Linked DNA regions of Mus musculus: all the other regions are linked to region 3. A link is a contact called in public HiChIP or PLAC-seq and promoter capture Hi-C data. All regions are on one chromosome and are shown on one strand. The core of a region is the stretch at or near the end of the contact, and the rest is flanking DNA. Distances in the headings are between cores, read along the strand shown.

Region 1 (2,810 bases), core at 6-2,505, 560 kb after region 3:
GCATACTGAAATGGAAATGAACAAGAAAAATACAAAATAGGAAGTAGGGGGAGAAAAAAAAAGCCTAAAAATACGGGTTCTGTGAGCCATGAAGACTGTAGCACATTCCTGCAGTTTTGTACTTGGGTGAACACCGCATTACATAGGGCACACTCTTCCAGGTCTAGGATCCTATGTAGACTTCACTACCGCATCGCCTCCGGGCTATTACACATCTGTAAATTATGGCTTGCCAAAAAAGCACTGTCAAACCTTGTTTGTAAGCATGCAAATACTGTTCTATGGAGGCTCAAATGAGACTTTAGCAAGAAATATTCAAATTCCTTTCAATATGCAAGAATTCCTTTCTTTCACCATCCTAATATGCCCATCACTCATATGTTCTGTTGTCGGTAACATGTACAGTGTGTGTGCAGGCTTGCTCCCTTGACAGACGCATGGAGAAGACCAGGGGTTAACAGCCAATGTTTTTCCTCTATCACTATTTGCTGCTCGTTTATTTTCTAGCAAAACAGCTGCTCTTCCAAGACTGGCTGGCCAGTGACCCCCAAGAACCAAATATCTCCTTCACCCTCACACCCCTTGAGCTGTGGCACCAAGTGCTCATTTAGGAGCTAGGCTGCACCCTCATGCTAGAGCGGCACAGCATTTAGCAATCTTTCCAGTCCCCTAACTAAATGTGACAGGGTCTCAGTAAGTAACCTTACCTGGCCTTAAACTCAAGATCGGCCTCCCGAGCGCGTTCGCCGTCACGCCCGGCCTCCCACCCAAAAGTTCGGCTCTTTGCCTTGAAGAGTACGTTCAAGAGTGACCCGTGCCACCAGGGTGGCAGTCCTTCCCAGGCGCCCTCACCTGTGTGCAGCGACAGCCAGCCCTTTCGGTGTGCGATGTAGTGCGGGGCGTGCGCCTCCTCGTAGCTCACCGGCTTGTTCCCCTTGGCCACGCGGACTCGCGCCGCCCGATTCTAGGAGCGAAGGTGCGGTCACGGGGAGACCCAGCCCAGCCGCCCTCGCGGCCCCCAGACCCGGCCGCCGCACTCACCTTGGCGCAGACCGCGGAGGTGTGCAGGGTGCGCCAGGCGCCAGGCAGCTCCCGGCTGCAGGCCAGCACCTGCGGAGAGGCGGGGAGTGAGCGGACACCGGATGGCGCCCCAGCCCTCCCGCCCGCGGCCCACTCACCCGCTGCCCTAGCCCGCGCACCGACGCGGACCACGCCATCTTGGGCCGGCGCGACCCGGGACGCGTCAGTGCGCAGCCGCAGGAAGGCGGGGCCTCAGAGCAGGAACTAACGGGAACACGGGCGGGGGCGGGGCGTGGCGAGGGAGAGGGCGTGGCGTGGGTCGGAGTGTGGGACGTCCTGCAATTTTCCTGATACTGTCAGCTAGTCCTTGGTCGGACCTGGTGTTGGGTTTTAAATGCGAAAATTTGGTGATATAAAACTGAGGTGTGGGGCTGGTGAGATGGCTCAGTGGGTTAGAGCACCCGACTGCTCTTCCGAAGGTCCAGAGTTCAAATCCCAGCAACCACATGGTGGCTCACAACCATCCCTAACGAGATCTGACTCCCTCTTCTGGAGTGTCTGAAGACAGCTACAATGTACTTACATATAATAAATAAATAAATCTTTAAAAAAAAAAAAAAAAAAAAAAAAAAAAAACAAAACTGAGGTGTAGCTGGACATGGTGGCGCACGCCTTTAATCCCCGCACTCGGGTGGCCGAGGCAGGTGGGTCTCTGAATTCCAGCCTAGTCCGGTCTACAAAGCGAGTTCCTGGAGAGTCTGAGTTACAGAGAGAAACCCGTTCTGGCAAAACAGAACAAACAAACAAAAGCCATGAAGTTTTTATCCTCATAGAGAGGTGGTAGAAACAGCTTCAATGTCCTCTAGAGAATTGAAGAGAAAACGCGCCGGCCCTCAGGCCCCGCTGTTCCGTGCTTGTGCTCCTACCTGAGACCGCGTACTCTCCAGGAATATCCAATATGACAGCGTCAGCCTCCTTTGGGCTGGGAATAGTCATTTGCCTTCATGCTGAGCAGATCCCAGAAAAGGGGTTGCTGGGTTGGCTCCTAATCATTTAAAGTAAAGAGGCAGTGTGTTGAGGGTCTATTTCTGCGGTGGAGCCACCCAAGGAAGAAAATTTTAAATGGCAAGGAAATTTATGAGGCTAGAGCAATGTCGTTGTAATTATTATTGAGTAATTATTAATGGCAAGGGGGGAATAGAATCGTGAAGAACTCACTCTACTAAAGAAAGCACATGGACTCTAGAGTCTGACTCTCATTATAACAAAATATTGAATGAAGGGATTTTTTGTTTTGCTTTGGTTTTTTGTTTTGGGGGACTGTTTTGTTTTGTTTGTTTTTGTTTTTGAGACAAGGGCTCTCTGTGTAACAAATTCTGGACTCAATTTATAGACCAGGCTGGCCTCAAAGTCACAAAGATCCACCTTTTCTGCCTCTGAAGTGCTGGGATGAGGGGTGTGCCACCACACCTGGCTGGGAACTCCTTCAAAGCATCCATGGGAGTGGACACTTACACTCTAATGTCAGTGCTTGGAAGGCAGAGGCAGATGGATCTTTTATCAGTTCAAGGTCTACATATGGAGCTCCAGGCTCCAAGGCTACAGAGTAAATAAACCCTGTCTCAAAATAAAAGACCATGACCAGGAACTAACTGGTCATTCTTAGAAATAAGTCAACTCCTAGACAAATGCGTACAGGTTCTCTGGATAAAATTGTCATTCTTCCCTTGTTCACGGAGAGGGCGTTGCTTTGGAAATAACCCCAGTGCTTCCTGCCTGCGGCAGGCAAT
Region 2 (2,754 bases), core at 93-2,592, 650 kb after region 3:
GCCCTTGCTCTTCAGTTAGGAGCACCACCACAGGCCTAAGATTTTAAGTAGCTCCATATTTCTGCACTCTGCTGCCTTTTTTTAGCCTATAGAAGACTGAGAGGTGGGGGAACACATGGTTCAGGTCTGTGTGGGTGGATGGACTATGTATTGTACCTGAGGCAAAGGGGCCTCAGAGTCAAGGCACTTTGTACATAGACTTGAGAGAAAAAGAGGAAATGCAGGCAGCACCAGGAGAGAGAGCAAGAGTTTTATAACAGCTCAAGTGGCTTGATTCAGCAGGAAGCCAATACTTGGCGTTGATGGCCAGAGCTCTGACCTCTTTCCCCAGTGGGTGCCAGAAGCCTGCTCTACCTATGATCAGCTCCTGTGGGGTGCCTCAGCTATGCTGTCTGTGCTGACTACATAACTGGAAATGGGACAACACAAAGTATTACAAAACTCCTGCCTCCATCAACTTCTGAAACCCTGACATCTGTAAAATAGCTGAAACCAATGAACCGCAGTGGTTTCTGTCTCACATCTTTCCTGAGAGTAGGCCTCACCTTCCAGATGTTTCACAATGCCCCGAAGGCTGTTCCCATGGGCTGCAATAAGCACTCTCTGGCCAGCCTTAATCTTAGGTGCGATCTCCTCATTCCAGAAGGGCAAAGCCCGGGCAATGGTGTCCTTGAGACTTTCACAGGTAGGCAGCTCCTCAGGCTTCAAGCCTGCATAGCGGCGGTCCTGGGGACAAGGGCACAGGAACATTTCGCTTTTGTTTACTGGGTAGCCCTCCCCCCTGGGCTCCCAACCTTCCAGCTTCCCGGCATCTGGCCCACCTTGCTGATGGAGGTGTAGTAGTTGTGTTTCTCATCCATGGGTGGTGGTGGGGTGTCAAAGGAACGCCTCCAGATCTTCACCTGCTCCTCCCCGTGCTTTGCAGCCGTCTCAGCCTTATTGAGGCCTGTGAGGCCACCATAGTGCCGCTCATTGAGGCGCCAGGTACGCACCACGGGCACCCACATTTGGTCCGTAACATCCAGGATGGTCCAAAGGGTGCGGATTGCCCGCTTCAGCACCGACGTGTAGCAGATGTCAAACTCTATCTTGGCATCTTTGATAGCGGTGGCCCCCCGCTTGGCCTCCTCTGCTCCCTTCTCACTCAGCTCTGCATCAAACCAGCCACAGAAACGGTTCTCTTGGTTCCATAAGCTCTCACCGTGGCGAACCATTACTAGGCGGTGGGTGGTCATGGTGGCGGGGGACACAGGAACTCTAGGTGGCAGCTGCTTGCTTGGCCCTTTAGGCTTTATAACAGTTTTCCCAGCCCCCACCCCAGCCCTAACTGCCAATCAGCATTCCAGGAGATACAGGCAGAGGCAGGCAACCAGTAGCAGAACTGGGGGTGGGGTGTAGTCCAAGGAGCTGAACTTAAAAATAGTCTCACAAAATCATCAGCTCAGATGACAAGCCCCATAACCAGCTGGCACCTGGTAACAAGCCGCATGGGGCTGCAGAACTGGACCAGGGTGAAGGGCAGGAGTCAACCTGGGGGTGTTCTCCATGTGGAGACACTCTTGACATCAGCAGCTTTCAATCACAATTGGCCCTCTCCTGATCGGGTAGAAACAACTATTCCAGGCCCTTTTCTGATATATACATATGTTTAAAGACAGAGTTGAATTGTGTGACTCAAGCTGCAATCTCTCTTCAGTCTCTTAATACAATTAAGAACAAGCGCATCTCAGGAAGAAGTCTAGCCTAGTGTCAAGGTCAAGGGTATGTATAAGATATCCATACAAAGAGGTCAGTGTGTAAGTAAATAAGTAGGCGTGTCTGCAACAGTGATTGTTCTCTGCCCAGGTGCCTGTCCCAGCGTACATGCATTGTCTGTGTTGCTGTGTTGGTGAGACGGAGTGAGCACACACGTTTTACCAGGCAGATACCCCCACCCCACTAAGTATGGAGGATGAGGAGCAGTTGCTTTGAGAGGTGCACAGGATGAGACAGCTCCCCAGATGATACTCAGGTGAGCTAGAAGAACACTGAGGGCAGAGCTGGGAGCCCTACAGGAAGGGTACACTGGGTTGAGGTACCAGTAAAAAACAGAACACCCTAAGGGACTGGAGAGATGGCTCCTCAAGAGCACTTCCAAAGGACCCAGATACAATCTCCAGTACCCACATTGGGCAGCTCACCACTACCTGCAACTATAGCTCCAGGGGCATCCAACAGGTCTGGTCTCAGTGTATACCTGCACTAATGTGCACATTTCCTACCCACAATTAAAAATAAACTTAAAGACATTTTAGAACCTGGTTGTGCACACCTTTAATCCTACCCCCTGCCCAAGTGCTGGGATTAAAGACATGCACCACTGTCACCCCTCTGATGTTGTTTTTTTTTTTTTTTTTTTTTTTTGGCGGGGGGGAGGGGTCAAAACAGGGTTTCTCTGTATAGCACTGGCTGTCCTGGAACTCACTTTGTAGACCAGGCTGGCCTCGAACTCAGAAATCTGCCTGCCTCTGCCTCCCGAGTGCTGGGATTAAAAGCGTGCCCCACCACTGCCCAGCCCCCTGTGTTGTTTTAAAGACAGGCTCTCACTATGCAGCTTTAGCTGGCCTGGTACTTGCTATGTAGACCAGGCTGACCTGGTACAGAGGTCTATAAGGATCTGCATTACAACACCTGGCTGGTGTGGCTAATAAACTCTGGTTAAAAATACAGGGCCAAGGCAGGCAGGGGTGGCACACACCTTTAATCCAAGCACTT
Region 3 (2,700 bases), core at 189-2,688:
AGAAGCAAGCCTAGATAGCAGCTGGGAAGGTTCTAGAAGCAATGGATGCAGGAAAAGTGCCAGCCCACACCAGCTGTGGTTGGCACACTGTAGGGGTGCTGTGGCATCTGCCACATCTGCCACTCGGCTGTTCCCATCTCAGACAGCTAACTGCCTGACCTCTGCTGCCTCAGCCACTTCTACCCCTGAGCCTGCTCTACCCGGTCACCTGCTTTTGCTAGCTCCCAGGGGGGGTTGCTGGCCTCTGACCACAAGAAAGGGAAACTTCTAAAAAGAAAGAAGTGAGGCCACAGGGGGGTGGGGCCCTCACGGGCCTTTGAATGGGCTGAAAGGCCTAAGAGGCCTGGTTAGTCCACATTGTCTGTCCTGGAGACAGGGGCAGGGGCTACAGGCAGAGCAGGGGCCAGGGCAGGTTCAAACTCTGCCATCGAGTCCAGAAAGGGAGAGCTGAATCCCAGCTCTTCCATGAATACCCACCACGAGCACATTAGTCTCAGTTTGCCCCTCTATTGAGTGGGGACAAGTTTCCCTACATCCTCCAGTCTTGAAGGCACTGTCTAGAAAAAGCCCCACAGGACCCGATCCTGGGAAACACTCCACAAAGGCCGGCAGAGAGTCATAGGCTTTTGGGAGGTCCAACCAAATGCCAGGTCCCAGGGGGCCTCTGACACTGACCCACTGTGCAGTCTCCACCCCAGTCCTTCCTCCGAGTGAAATAAATAGCTGGGACATAAAAAAAGAAAAAAGAAAAAAAAAAAGAAAGAAAGAAAGAAGAAAAAGACAGTAGCAGGGGAAAAGAGAGGGGATTCCTGAAGGGCTGGCTAAGGGGTGATCCTGGCATTTTACATGTACATGAAGGGAAGGGGGGCTTGGGCGAGACCCACAGAAGTCCTGGGAAGCTCTGTTGCATTGCCATGGGTCCACCTTCTGGGGCCTCCGGGATCTCAGTAGGGGAGGCCGTCTGTTCTTTCACACAGAAGTAGGTGAGCCGGCTATCCTGAGCACAGCGTGCCAAACCCCTGCTCCCACTGCTTATGGTATAGAGATGAGCGATGGAGCCCCTGCAACAGTCTCGGACTGCCTCCGATGTCCCGGGATTGCAAGGAGCTGGGGTCGGGTCTCTGTCCCAGTCCTAGGGTTGCATGGAGCTGGGGTCGGGTCTCTGTCCCAGACCCTGAAGTTGCACAGAGCTGCGATCGGGTCTCTGCCCCAGTCGCGGGATTGTACGGAGCTGGGGTCGGGTCCCTGTCCCAGTCTCGGGGTTGCACGGAGCTGGGGTCTGCTTCCCTCACCCCAGTGCTGGGATTGCACAGAGCTAGGGGAGACTTACCTGCGACCCGAGAACCGGGCGCCCGGGACGCTCCACGCGGCGCCGCCTCCCGGGAGCAGGAGCCCGAGGCAGAGCAGCGTCCAGGCCCGCGGGCCGCCCATGCTGTCGTCCCCACCGCAGCCGCGGGCGCGCAGAGCCGGTTCCGGGCGGAGCAGGGCGGGGGCGCTCGGCTTCGCCCGCCCCTCGCCCCCCGCCCCCCGCCAACCCGGAAGCCGTCCGCGCCCCCGCCAGGACGCCCTCCAGGTGCCCACCTGAGCCGCAGACTGGGAAACTGAGGCCCTGGCCGCACCCGCCCCCTCGTCCCCGCAACGCTGCCAGGACCTGAACCCACCACTCCAGAGCGATCGCCTCTGGACGCACATCTTTGACATCTTTGCGGAACTGGGTTCCCGAAACACACAGGATCTTCCCATCGACCTAACACAGGCTTCCTGCGCGAGCTGTGCCATTGTCCCAGGCATCTCACCCCATACATCCTGCCCTGACTAAAGCTTTCATCACTCCGTGTTGGGCTGGCTAGGTCGCCCATGTTACGGAGGAGAAACCCGAGGCTCAGGTGCTCCCGCGTCCCCTAAGTGCAGTGACCCTTATACCTGTTTTACAGGGAGACACTAAGGCCCAGAGCACTCTGGCAGAGTAACCCCAGACCCACAATCCCCTCATCTCAGTGTTGGGGTCTAAGCACAAGTGTAGACAGCATTTTGGCATAGGCCTCAATTTCCCATTCCCTAAGGTAAGGACTGGCTGAGAGCAGAGGGCCTGGGTGGGACTCAGGCACATTCCACGCGGCATAGCAGGTGCGAGGAGTTTGCCTGTGCTGACATGATAGACTATTTGTGTGCATGGATAATGTTGTATGCATGCACGGCGCTGTAAACATGTATGTGCTGAATCTGTGTGTACACGATGTGTTTGTGAGCATGGGCAGTATTTGCTTATGTACGCCATATTTGAATGAACAATGTATGTGTTTGTGTGGTGGGCATGTGTATGCATGTATGTCTGTGTACACGTGAGATGCCTGTATGCATGCATATCATGTTTGTGTACACGTGTGCATGTGTGTGTATATGAACATGTGTGTATATGAACATATATGTACATATATGTACACACATATATGTACATATATGTACACACATATATGTACATATATGTACACACATATATGTACATATGTGTGTATATGAAGTATGATTTTCTTTCTTTCTTTCTCTTTCTTTCTTTCTTTCTTTCTTTCTTTCTTTCTTTCTTTCTTTTAGATGAGCTCTCTATATGTCCTGGCTTGGTCTGGAACAAATACACACACACACACACACACACACACACACACACACACACACATATATAATATGGCTAGCTTTCATTTC
Region 4 (2,700 bases), core at 60-2,559, 590 kb after region 3:
CTTTCCTATGAGGCTGGGCAAGAATGTAGAGGGACCTTGGCCCTCTGGGTCCAAAGCCTGGCCTGCCCAGGATGGATCACAGTTTATTCTCCTTATGAGCTCAAAGTACTGGATACCCAGCTGGCATTGAAAAAGGCCTGGTCTCAGAAGTGCCTGCTTGCCCTCGAGCCTAGAAAGGCATTAGGCAGGTGGAAATTGCCCATGATCTGACTGGCGCCTGCAGGCCTGGATCAAGTTCAGATTGCTTCATTCACCTTCATTCAGACCACTGTACCGAGCCAAATCACTCCCTAGCATAGTGAAGTCTGCCTTTGTGGGAGAGCTAACTTCTACATGCTTCCCCCAGAAGTCCTCCTGCACCTGTAAGTCTTCTAACTGCAATGATACACAGCGTGGGCTGCTACCAGTACTACTGGGTCTGAGACCCTCTGAATGATGGCGTACAGTCAAAAAGATGTTTACCACCTATAGCGATGACCTTGAGACCCATTTTCCTTTCTGTGACATAAAAGCATTAGTCCAATCATGTCATTTCAGATCTCATAACCAGTAAAATCAAATCAAACGGTAGTAATGAACTGTTGAGAAAATGAGAAAAAAATACAAACTATGTGTCACTATATAATTTCCTAAGAACACTATTTGGGAGAGAGAACGAGCACTAGGAAAGAGGTAATACCAGAACAAGTGTAGCCATCCCACAGAAGCACCCCCACCCCCACCCCAACACAGGCAGTCTTAGATCCCGAATCCGCTTTTTCACTCTGGACAAGGGTCCAGTCCAGCTGAGCCCCACTTGCCCTGACGTGGGACAGCCTGGGGATGTCCCCTAATGACTGTGAACCCAAGCATCAACTTCCAACGCAAGCAAGTCTAAACGCCAGAAACACACGTCAGGCCTGCTAAGCCGCTCTGCGGCCTCAGCCGAGCCCTAGGACCCCGAGTCCCCTCCCGCAGCTTCCTTGCTGCCCCTCTCCAGAACCCGTTTCTCCGGCCCTGACCGGCCGCTGTCCTGGCTGGTCCTGCCCGCGGCCCTGCCGGGAGACCCTGGCCCGGCTACGACCGCCCAAGGTCGGCGGGGGAGGCCGCGGGTCGTGGACAGGCACCTGGCGGGACAGAGTCAGCCGGGGTCCGGCCGAGGCCAAGGGGGCGCCGGGTGGTGGACACGCACAGTTCCGCCCGCCCCTCGCCCAACAGGCGCCCCCCGCACACCCGGAGCGCCTCACTCACCCCGGCGACGCCATGAGCGCAGCGGCCTGGGCGCTCCCGCCTCCTCCGCTGCTTGCGCGGCTGCCGCCGGGCGCCGGGGAGGGGCCTGTAGGCCGCCCCCGCCCGCTCCGTTAGGGCGTCGGGCGCCGTGGGCTGAGCTCAGTGGAGGGCAGGCGGGCGCCTGGGGCGAGGGAGAGGACGCCCTGGGCCCAGAGCACTACCTACGGCAGCCACCGGCCAGGCCGGCCCGCTGCCCGGAGGCTGGAACTCACCTGCGGAGCCAGACCTGCCCTGGGGCCACTGACAGCTGCCAGACTGCTGGACACCACCCTCTAGTCCCCGCATTCTGATGTTAATTTCTGTAAGAAACGCACTTTCCTCTACCTCTGGGGTGTACAGTGTTGCTGTTCTAAAGGAAAACAACATCTCTCCTGCTACTAGTTCGCAGCGGGGTGGAGTAATGTTGGCCTCTGAGCTGGTTTCCCACTTTTTTTTTAAGTGTGTATATTAAGCCTTATCTTGTATTACATAGAAATAAAAAGTTTAGAACTTGTGCAGTGGGGTTTCCCAGAATCACCTACAAGCTATGAATATTTAGGCATGTAAAATTTTGAGGCTTGGTTCCAGCCCCTGCTAAATTAGTTTCAAAGACAAATTATATCTTTTAAGAGAAAATACCTAATTTAAAGAAACAAACTCTGGACTATGCAGTGCAAACCACTGCTGGTGGCATTTTTGTGTTATCACATTAAGTTGTTTTTTCAATTTATTTTTTTCATACAGTGCATTTTCCTTTCTGTGACATAAAAGCATTAGTCCAATCATGTCATTTCAGAACTCATAACCAGTAAAATCAAATCAAACGGTAGTAATGAACTGTTGAGAAAATGAGAAAAAAAATACAAACTATGTGTCACTATAATTTCCCTTCCCAGCTCCTCCCCACCTTCCTACCTTCAAGTTCTTTTTCTTTATTTTCATTGAGACAGGTTCTCTGTTTAACACTGTCCTGCCAAGAGCTTGCTGTGTAGACCAGGATGGCCTTGAATTCATGGAGTTCCACCTGCCTGCTTTTTCTCCAGAGTGCTGAGATTAAAAGTGTGCACCACCATGCGGGGCAGGGCCCAACATTGAGATAGTATTCTCTTCACCACTAAGAATATTAAACACCGGGCTGGAGAGATGGCTCAGTGGTTGAGAGCACTGAATGCTCTTCCAGAGGTCCTGAGTTCAAATCCCAGCAACCACATGGTGGCGCCCAACCATCGGTAATGAGATCTGACGCCCTCTCCTGGAGTGTCTGAAGACAGCTACAGTGTATTTACAGATAATAAAATAAATAAATCTTAAAAAAAAAGAATATTAAACACCAAAGAGATTATAAAGCACCGAAGAGATAATTGAACAATTTGCCCATCGACCAGAACACCTAGGCTGGAAACTGGGCTCTGCCTACTTACTAGCTACAGTTGCCCAGATAAGACAGGAGCT
Region 5 (2,700 bases), core at 118-2,617, 710 kb after region 3:
GCCTGTGGGATGCAAGGGCTGATCGTGTGTGCTAGGCACAGCACAAAGTGGTCCATTTAGCCGGGCAGTGGTGGTGCACACCTTTAATCCCAGCACTTGGGAGGCAGCAGCAGGTGGGTTTCTGAGTTCGAGGCCAGCCTGGTCTACAGAGCAAGTTCCAGGACAGCCAGAGCTACACAGAGAAACTCTGTCTCAAAAAAATCGAATAAACCAGAAAGGTGGTCCATTTAATATGCGTATAGTAAGTTGTGGACACGGAGTTCCCCTGCTGAGTCAGACAGCTAGGAGGGCTAAGATGGGTTAGACCCTCCCCCCCACACACACACACACACTCACACACACATCAGTTCTTGGCATAGTCTCCATGCTTCCTCAAGGAGAGCCAGAAAGGAGACTGCCGGGAGGGGCTTGCCTACTCCCTGAGAGCAGTGGGTTACAGAGCCCAGTACCCGAAAATTTCCCCTTTTTCTCCCTGCTCATGCTGGACAGAGAGGGTGAGGGTGAGGGTGAAAGACTGAGGAGGTGGCATCGTGTTGGTGTTTCTTGACCTGCTTTTTCTTTTTTCTCTTCCAGCTGAGATGTAAACTTTCCCATGTCAATCATCTGGGGGTCGCTATTCTTTTTTATCAGAGTGCCTCCCCACCTTGGTTGAAAGCTGCCTGCCACTGCCCTGGACCTATGGCTGCTACAAGCCCACGTTCACATCTTTAATCCTTCATGGGTAAATGCTCTGGCATTCCTGGGCTTAGCTATGATGGCCATTATGAGCCAGCCAACGTTTGTATTCTAGAAGCCATAGCTGAAGCTGTTGTAAACAATTTGTTGTTTTAACCGCTTCTGGTCAGAGGAAGGAGAGAAATAGCTATTACTCCACATTGGGACCTGAGCCCTGAGCTCTGAAGTGGGGCTCCTATCTCCATAAGGACAGCAGCTTGCTGAGAACAGCTTTTCACAGCCTTCCTCGCAAAAATTGGCTCCAAAGACCTGGGATGTTGGTGATAACTGGACAAAGGTGACACCTGTGCAAGCACACAGCAGGTGACACTTTGAAGAGCTAACCTCCAGAAAGTGGAAAGGAGGTGATCGCCAGTACCCTCGAGGGCCCTACTCCCTCCCTCCCCTAGCAATCTCCCTGGGCTCAGAGCAAAGGGCACAGCGGGTTAGAGCACAGGTCTCCTTAGACTCCGCACACTCCCTTCCCCATAACTGTTGCATTCTTTTCTCCCAGGCCTTCCTCCCCGCTAGGCGCCCTGCACCCAGACCCTCTAAACTGGGCGCTGACGCTGCTATTAGTCTGGGCTCCGTGCTGCTCCGCCTCCCTCCCCCGCAGCCCCCGGTCCAAGGCCGGCTCCTCCTCCTCCCCCTCCGGAAACCCGAAGCCCCCGCCCCGGCCAGGCCGTCGCAAGCGCTCTGGAGGGCGGTCCGCGTGAGAGCCAGCCACGCGGGGCAGGAGCGCCCAGTTGCTGCCGGAGCTGGGCCCGCCAGAACCTCTCCTGGAGCCCCTTGCTCTCCTTGAATCTCCCTTTCCCACCGCTTTCTGGATACCCTTGACGCCCACGTTCCTCGCGCCCTTTCCCGCCCCTACGCGGGGCGCTGCCCCTGCCACCCAAGTCCCTGCTCAAGCCCGCCCGGCTCCCGCGCGTGCCCAGAGCCATGGCTCCAGTGCGCACCGCATCCCTGCTCTGCGGCCTCCTGGCACTGCTGACGCTGTGCCCTGAGGGGAACCCACAGACGGTGCTGACGGACGACGAGATCGAGGAGTTCCTCGAAGGCTTCCTTTCGGAGTTGGAGACCCAGTCCCCGCCCCGGGAAGACGACGTGGAAGTCCAGCCGCTTCCCGAACCCACCCAGCGTCCCCGCAAATCCAAGGCAGGGGGCAAGCAGCGGGCAGATGTAGAAGGTGAGAACCTGGTGACATGGGTGGCCATGGCATCAAGTGAGCATACAGGGGCTCTGGAGGGTCTAGCCACTTCCCATGCTGCCCCGTGAGGAATGTCTCTCCAAGGCAACGCAAGGCAACACACTGCCAGGCAGCAGTTCTGTCCTGGAGTTTGGAAACCTGGAGGTGTGTGTTCAGCATAGGGTGGCGCTGGGCTTTTGAGGTCGCCCAAGTTGTTCATCCCAGGTCTCAAGAGAGTGTAGGTTTGGACGAGTGGGAAATTGTGATTCGCCTCTCCGAACTGGCCCTAGTCTCTTAGTGGCAAGCTTCAAGCCTAGGCATCTGCTTGCCTCCTCTTCTCCCACAGGAACACAGACAGGGGAGCGGGGTGAGGAAGACTTCCAGGTGAAAGTGGGCAGTCTGAGATGGTCAGAACTAAGCGAGGTGATAGCATCCCGGAGGCATGCAACCCCGAGCCTCTTATGCAATCGTTGTCAGTAAATCTTAGCTGTTTTTCATGGCCCTCTGGAGAGTGGCAACGGATCTTGTGATCTCTCTCCCAGGAGACTGTAAGGCACCATTCATCATTCCTGAGGTCAGCCACTCCCCCTCCGGCCCCCACTGCTGTAGATCTGTCCTGCTCTCCCTACCCTCACCTCCCTGCACACTTTGCCTCCAGCAACCAAGACGTTCTGGACATTGCCAAGTGACCCTGCTCCTGCTGCATGTTTTGCTGTATTCCCTGTGTTTCAGCCAGCTGCCTGTGTGTTTCCCATTCGCCATTAAATTCTCCGCACCCAGCAATTGCAGCTCCTAGGGTG

Evidence for each region. Promoter capture Hi-C pulls out the DNA fragments that hold promoters and counts their contacts. HiChIP or PLAC-seq counts read pairs in DNA pulled down with a chosen protein or histone mark.
Region 1: an H3K4me3 HiChIP or PLAC-seq map of forebrain shows a contact between it and region 3, with 5 times the contacts expected there. The contact joins the promoter of Mrps24 here to the promoter of Emid1 in region 3. A contact is called at or near these places in 5 of 39 promoter capture datasets (the HPC-7 cell line, embryonic stem cells, hematopoietic stem and progenitor cells and 2 more), 2 of 484 Hi-C or Micro-C datasets (bone marrow-derived macrophages and embryonic stem cells), 8 of 115 datasets of contacts at active chromatin or transcription factors (embryonic stem cells, forebrain, large pre-B cells and 3 more) and 2 of 9 other capture datasets (adipose tissue and embryonic stem cells).
Region 2: a promoter capture Hi-C map of pre-B cells shows a contact between it and region 3, with 2.9 times the contacts expected there. The contact joins the promoter of Pgam2 here to the promoter of Emid1 in region 3. A contact is called at or near these places in 9 of 39 promoter capture datasets (cranial neural crest, embryonic stem cells, hematopoietic stem and progenitor cells and 4 more), 1 of 484 Hi-C or Micro-C datasets (embryonic retina) and 1 of 115 datasets of contacts at active chromatin or transcription factors (kidney).
Region 4: a contact with region 3 is called in a promoter capture Hi-C map of embryonic stem cells, with 2.7 times the contacts expected there. The contact joins the promoter of Urgcp here to the promoter of Emid1 in region 3. A contact is called at or near these places in 9 of 39 promoter capture datasets (the 3T3-L1 cell line, the C10 cell line, embryonic stem cells and 5 more), 1 of 115 datasets of contacts at active chromatin or transcription factors (trophoblast stem cells) and 1 of 9 other capture datasets (embryonic stem cells).
Region 5: a promoter capture Hi-C map of liver shows a contact between it and region 3, with 4 times the contacts expected there. The contact joins the promoter of Aebp1 here to the promoter of Emid1 in region 3. A contact is called at or near these places in 11 of 39 promoter capture datasets (3T3-L1-derived adipocytes, cranial neural crest, frontonasal cranial neural crest and 7 more), 1 of 115 datasets of contacts at active chromatin or transcription factors (double positive thymocytes) and 2 of 9 other capture datasets (adipose tissue and pancreatic islet).

Annotation. Positions count from the first base shown.
Region 1 is chr11:5,706,446-5,709,255 of GRCm38.p6, forward strand. It overlaps Mrps24 (mitochondrial ribosomal protein S24), which reads right to left and starts at 1,256. Exons shown (of 4, transcript NM_026080.3): 1 at 1,179-1,256; 2 at 1,042-1,110; 3 at 853-964. The coding sequence starts at 1,217.
Region 2 is chr11:5,802,454-5,805,207 of GRCm38.p6, forward strand. It overlaps Pgam2 (phosphoglycerate mutase 2), which reads right to left and starts at 1,343. Exons shown (of 3, transcript NM_018870.3): 1 at 822-1,343; 2 at 546-726. The coding sequence starts at 1,235.
Region 3 is chr11:5,150,792-5,153,491 of GRCm38.p6, forward strand. It overlaps Emid1 (EMI domain containing 1), which reads right to left and starts at 1,439. Exons shown (of 15, transcript NM_080595.3): 1 at 1,331-1,439. The coding sequence starts at 1,431.
Region 4 is chr11:5,739,867-5,742,566 of GRCm38.p6, forward strand. Urgcp (upregulator of cell proliferation) reads right to left here and starts at 1,310. Exons shown (of 6, transcript NM_178623.3): 1 at 1,231-1,310. The coding sequence starts at 1,244.
Region 5 is chr11:5,860,499-5,863,198 of GRCm38.p6, forward strand. It overlaps Aebp1 (AE binding protein 1), which reads left to right and starts at 1,368. Exons shown (of 21, transcript NM_009636.3): 1 at 1,368-1,900. The coding sequence starts at 1,654.